Regions from separate parts of the Gossypium hirsutum genome. Here region 2 is linked to region 1. Evidence: chromatin contacts called from public Hi-C data. All regions are on one chromosome and are shown on one strand. Each heading gives the region's core, a stretch centred on a gene start, on an enhancer-like site or on the middle of the called end of the contact. The rest is flanking DNA. Distances are from core to core; before and after follow the strand shown. Region 1 holds the start of LOC107894712. Region 2 has its middle 5.2 kb from the start of LOC107893813.

Region 1 (3,196 bases), core at 359-2,858:
CGTAGCAATTTTATTAATAAAAATTATTATAAAAATCAAAGACGAACTATTAATAAGACTTAAGAGTTTTAAGCAAGAAATTGTAGTCGAACTGGAATCTGTAAGCAACTTATACGCCATCCAATCTGGAATAGTGTGATATGCAAACATTGGAGTATTTAAAGCGGATATAAACTTATTTACTTCCTAAAAATATATGAATACGGAATGCATGTACAATAAAATTAGTCAACTAAATTCATCCGAATTTTATCGTATTAAAGATGGAAATTTCAAAGGTTGCACTTCAAAGACCATCCATTAGCGATTTCAAGCTTTTCACAAGTCTCATTTGTTTATTTTATGAGTGACAATTGCATCAGTTTGACAGTGGAGTTGATAAGGTGTGAGTGTTATCTGTTTTGGGTTTTAACATAGGCAAAATTAATTAATCATTGCTAGTTTCAAAAGTGTGACCTCTCTCTTTTAGTAATTAAAACTATGATTATTGAGGTCTACTTTTCCAGCATAACTTGGCTTATAAATTCTTTTTCTGATCTCTCCATGAACCATAGCTAGCGAAGTTACTAGGATTTGATACTAATGGCAAAAGGATTTGCACTTCAGACACTGCAAATGAGTTCAAGGAACCTGTAACACAAATACACCCATGAAGGGATGGCTTCTTCATAACTGTGCCATAAATCCTCTGACAGAGGGATGTATACCAATAGCACTAAAAGGAAATGTCAATTTAACAAACATATTTATTAAAAAATTAACCTAAATAAGTTTGATTGAATGGTAAAAATTCAAATGTGAAAAATTAAAGAAGTCTGAATTTTAATCTTATTATGCGAGTAGTGAGAGTGTTTTCATCTTTTCCCAATTGAGTTCATACCCAATTAACTTATAACACGAATAAATTTATAATATGTATGGATATGCCATTAAAAAATGAAACTAATAATTTTATTGATTTAAACCCTTCCAAAGTAGCATAGTATATAACGTCACAACTTAACCCCCAAGCTTGACCCAAACCTTGAAACACCACTTGAGCTGCTAAGCTTGGCCATCGGCACCACCATCCCCAGGGCGGCCCGGGCGAGATTGAGCTTTGTCCAGTGCTTCAGTGAAGTCCCTCACAGCTTCCTCTATCAAGCTCTTGATGGTTTCCTCGTCAAAACTACCGTTGTTCTCGTTATCAAATCCTGCATCAACACCAATGTCACTCAGTAAATGATCAGTCAATTCTACAATGGCTTTATACTCAGCAAGCAATCTCTTATGTTCTTCGAGTGCTTTTTCCAAAGCTATTAGCCTTTCTTCCATGTATATATTCTCATATCGCATCCCTTCCAGTTCAACTTTCATGGCTTCAAGAACATTCTCTGCATCCTGTATCAATTGCCCAAAAAAATGAAAAAGAAAAGGGTGAATGATGGATGAAGAAGAGGATTTGAGACCGAAATGATTGAAAGGAAAGGATGTTTACCATATCAGAAACAAGTAAATAAAAACAGAATTAGAAGGCGGAGAATGAACAAGAACTTAATATGAAAGGGTTTTGGTACTTATAAGCAATTATTATGACATATGATGGGATAAAGTTTTTGTTCAAAAAAGAAAAAAAACTGAAAACAAACTTATTATTATATTTCAATATCAACTGTTTTGGTATTTAATGATTAGGACATTGGGTTTGCTTAAGTAGGGAAATGGGATAGAGTTTGGTTTATAGTTGGAGGTTGACATCACATACACTGAAATGCAAACCATATATGGTCCATGGTCCATAGTCCATAAGTAAAATCTTAGAAACTGTAGTCCATAGTCCATATGTAAAATCTTAGAAATCATAGTCCATGGTCCATATATAAAATCTATTATATTAGAGTCATAACAAAGGGGAAAATTGGAATAGCCTATCAAAAACTAGCATTGAAGCTACAATGATCAGCATGCCTAGGGATATGGTATAGGATTTTATTAGCGCTTTTATTTTTGCTTATATATTTTATTAGCTCTTTGAAGTGCATAAGATTTCAACCAAATACAACTCGATTGGGAAAACATCATGCTTGTCTAATCATCTGAATCACTGTTTTTGTAATTATCCTTCTAAGATTTACCTCAAACCAACCAACTCCATTGGCTAAACAATATGCTTATCCAAATCTCCTATTATTTTTATTATTTTTTTTAATTTTTTAAAGTATTCATTTGAGCGAGTTCCATGCCTAAACTTTCGCGTTTTATAGACTTATTAAAGAGGTGAATATTAACCACTAATTTAATTAATTTATTAATAATAATGAATGTGATCATATTTAAAATAAAGATTATAGATATAAACATTCAAAACCCAAATAAGATAAATACTGCATGTAAACAATTATAAAATTTTTTTAGTTTAAATTGTTAATAATTTGAAATGTTAAAAGGAAGTTTCAAAAGTGTGAAACTAAAGCTAAATGCAAATAAACTTAGACATCTGAATTTAAATATTCTATATCTTTTCAATTCAGTTTTTGGAATTAGATTCTCTATTTTTAGTCATTGTGATAATAAGGTTTAGACTGTTCATTCCATGAACAACATTGATAAGTTTAACATTTTTTTCTATATCGGTTGATTAGTATAACAATGTTTTTGAATTTTTTTTTTAAATATTTTTAAGAAACAAGGAATTAAGACTAAGAGAAACAAATGTAGGTTATTAGGAGCGCATACAACTCACTGTCTAGTTTCTTTTCTGAGTCGCGGAAAGTTTGTGATCTCTCGGTAGAGAGGTATAGAGTGGAAAATAAGACAAATGTCACCAAAAGGCAGAAAAAGCTTCCTTTCCACAATTTTTATATCCTTAAAATAAAAATCAATTAAGTCCTCCTAAAATAATTAAAAATCAATTAAGCCTTTCGTATCAATATTTTTCACATTAATCGTCATATCATCATTTTTTTCCACGTCATCTATCATGTCAACATGTAAACTGTCATGGGCTTCGACAGAAAGCCATAATAGAAGGGCTCAATTGGATTACTAACTTTCAATTAAGGCTAAATTAATTGTACTTTTCGACTAAGGGCTAGTTTGATTTTTAAATTAGTCTACAAGAGCTTTTTTAGTACTTAAGCTAATAATTTATTTTCAAATTCTTTTGTGAGATGAATATATCAATTATATAAATTAAAAAATGTTCTTTGTATTGCTC
Region 2 (3,493 bases), core at 413-2,912, 540 kb before region 1:
GTATCTATCGCAATTTCTAACAGTCATATTTTTAAACACTTGTACTGATGCAAATAGAGTTGTATCCATACAAGTTTGTCTGCAACTGCAGTTAAGCTCGAATTTAATGCTTCTAACGGCTAGAATTCCTTCCCAACGATTATACAAAAACTTATTCCTTGATATAAATACAAGTTAAAAGCACTTCAAATACAAGATAGACATATCTAAGCTTCAAACACAATAAAATCAGCTTGAGAGGTTATTGTAATATATATATTTTCTCCCAAATCTTTCTTGGGTCATAAAATCTCTGTTTTTTCATTTCTCTGGTAGAAAGTCGAAGCAAGCCTAAATCTTTTCTTAATCTCGAAATGGACCAACAAAATTGGGCTTACAATACTAATTAAAATATACCTAAGACCCAAATTCAAAATCGGAATTCATATTTGAATTTAATTTAGAAACTAAATTAAGATTAATCTAGCTTCAAAGTCAACTCCAAACATTGATTTAATTTAGAAAACCATACGAGCTCCTATTTCATGAATTAAAAGCTCAATAAATCTCAAATTGAATAGTCCCGATAAAATTAGGTATATACAACTACCTTTTTTATGTAAAGATGTAGACACCTCACCTTTGACTTTTTTTTTTAACCATAGCAAATGAAATCAATTTTTTTTTTAAAGTTGAAAACAGTCTTGTGATTGGGCTAAATTATTAATAAATGCCGAAAATTTTTTAAATTTACCAGATTAGGCCCTTTTTTGGAATAATTATAGGAATAGGCTAAATTTATGAGGTGAAACTAGGAAAAACGTGTCGAACTATGATTTGAAAAAAAAAACGCTTCTAGCTAGAAAGCTTTTTGCCACATCAGCACTAAAATTGGCGGCATCAATTTTTTTTTTGGTGCCACCTATTAATGTGGAAATAAATCTTACAAAACAGGTTTTTATATAGACTCGAAATCACATTTCCTTTGTTTTCTTAAGCGATATGGGACCCAGGTCTATATAAAAACCTATTTTGTAAATTTTATTTACACATTAATAGGTGGCACCAAAAAATAAAAAAGTTATTAGTGTTGCCATTTTTAGTGTTGATGTGGCAACAAGCGTTTCTAGTTGAAAGCATTTTTCTACAAATCACCTGAAAACGCTTTTGACTGTAAGCGTTTTTGTAAAATCAATCTATGCCTATAATTCTTCTAAAAACGGCCTAATCTAATAAATTTAAAATTTTTTCGACATTTATTAGTATTTTAGTCTTGTGATTGGATTTTGAAAAAAGAAACTAAAAGGATTCCCAAAAGAAAGGTTAACTAACCTTACAACTAGGCTCCCAAATGTAAAATCAACCTCATAATTAATTAAATATTCTAAATTGCAACTAGACCTTTTTCCTCACAACTAGGGTTTTGAGTTAAATAGACATAAGAAATGGGTTCCTGAGTGAAAAAGTAAACTGCCCTCACAATTAGGTTGCGAAATGGAAATGGACATCAAAATTAGGTCTCCTAACTAATTGGGCCTCAAAACTAGGCCTCTAAATGGAAGATGGAATTATCTATCCATTAGATGAATGGGCCTCAAAATTAGGCCTTTAAATCGTGAGCAAACCTAAAACTAGATTGTTAAATCTTGTATGAACCTCAAAATTAGGTTCCTTCATAGGTGAACCTCAAAACTAGGTTTCTATCCAGGATAGTTAATACCGCACAGGTGGGCACACTGTTTTTCTATTAGACTTAGTGTATATTGATATGGTTTCAATGTATTGTTTTAGATTTATCAATATTTTAAAAAAATAGTTAATATATGTATATAAAATATTTATAAATATCAAATTAGTAATGTTAAATAAATTTTAAATATAAAATATTTAAACACAATTTGTGCACAATTTTCAATGAAAGTTTTTATTATTTATTTTCATAATGATAAAAAATTACAAATAATATAACATTTTATATCATTCATGCACTAACCGGTGCACAATGTTTTGGCTGGTGTGATCGAAATTGGATGAAACGGGTTGATTCGACTGGTATGGACCAAAAGCATTTTTCTCTTTTTATAATAAAATCAAACCAATATGCAATTTCATTTTTTACAAAAGGAATTTTTTAAAATTTTGCAAAAAGGGTAAATTTGAAAATATAAGGATGAGTATGACGTTTAAGATATGGTCATTATAGGTATTTCAAGAAGATAAGATTCAAAAAACAAAGATTTTTAAAGCAAAGTATAATAGATTAATATTAGAGCCCCCCATAATGAACCTCTCAAACAATCACATGATAACAAAAACTAACCATTTAATCACTCTTTACCATAATGATTTCACAACTGACAAATAGTTCGTAGTTCGCTCATTCTCAAAATTCTAGTTTAACAAAAGTCAACTTATACATTCAATCAAGGCTACCTTCTAGCAAATGATCTCACTCATGTTACCATCCTTGTCTTCTTTGACTTTACAAGCTTGTTTTAAAGAAGTTGAACAATTAGAAACTTGAATTATGTATCCCAAAAACATATTCCTAACTCATGTCTTCAAATTTGACAAAAATAGTATTTTCAAGGGTTGTAATGTGGTATTGGCTCAAGCCTAACAATGAAAAGATGACTAAGCTCAAAATTTGTTCAAACCAAAAGTTAAGAAGAAATTTTTTATTGTAAAACATTCTCTAACTTCCTTCTTCTCCTTATTCCATTTGCTTTCCTCCCCTCGTAGATTGTGTTTAGTATTGCTTTTTAGAAACACTTTTGATATGAAGCACTTTTGAAGCAACAAGAATGTTGAACAAGCTGCTTTTTGAGAGAATTTGTGCTTTTCAAAAGCACTTTTTTTGTTAAATGCAAAAGCAAAAATTTGGTGCTTTTTTGCAGCCAAAAGCACTTTTAAATATTGAATTACTTTTTCACCCCTCATAAAGACACCAATGGCAAGATATTTGTAACGACCCGATAGTCATGGGTAATAGGAAAGTGTATATTCGGGTCTCTGTTTTCGTAAAACAGATTCGTAAATATTTATTAAAAACATTTACGAAGTTAGTTGTGTGTTTAATTAGGTTTTGGTTAAGTAAATTTGCATGAATTAAGGGTAATTAGGTATAAGAACTAAATTGCATAAATGGTGAAAGTTTAATTATAGATTAAAGAAAAAGTAAAGGGACTAAATAAGAAATTAAACCCTATTTAACAAGTGTATGGTAAAAATAATTACATGTGTAAAAATAATATACATATGTATATAATAATATATGTAATACTTAATATTATATTATATTATATTATATTATTATAATAATTATAAAAGAATAAACAAATAAATAAAAGAAATGAAATAGAAAAAGGAAAAGAAACAGAGAAGTAAAACGAAAGAAAAAGAAAGAAGGAAAAAGAGAAAGAAATAAAATGAGAAAAAGCTAGGGTTTTCAAAGTTCAAAGCTCAATTGCTAACGTATTATTGGAACCCTAGACTAAAAAGGGGAAAGATAAAG

The links. Hi-C and Micro-C count contacts between places; a contact is called where the count stands out from the background.
Region 2: a contact with region 1 is called in a Hi-C map of leaf, with 1.6 times the contacts expected there. The contact joins the enhancer-like site here to the promoter of LOC107894712 in region 1. A contact is called at or near these places in 8 of 34 Hi-C or Micro-C datasets (callus and leaf).

What each region holds. Positions count from the first base shown.
Region 1 is chrA13:68,610,887-68,614,082 of Gossypium_hirsutum_v2.1, reverse strand. It overlaps LOC107894712, which reads right to left and starts at 1,608. Exons shown (of 2, transcript XM_016819960.2): 1 at 1,478-1,608; 2 at 799-1,380. The coding sequence starts at 1,480. The coding sequence ends at 1,045.
Region 2 is chrA13:69,154,325-69,157,817 of Gossypium_hirsutum_v2.1, reverse strand. No RefSeq gene overlaps it. Among protein-coding and RNA genes, the nearest start is that of LOC107893813, 5.2 kb to the left of the region's middle. Within about 2 kb of position 1,662, at least 2 of the 9 cell types and tissues checked have an H3K27ac peak or open chromatin away from gene starts, as enhancers often do. A contact at or near this core is called in leaf, where this site is marked.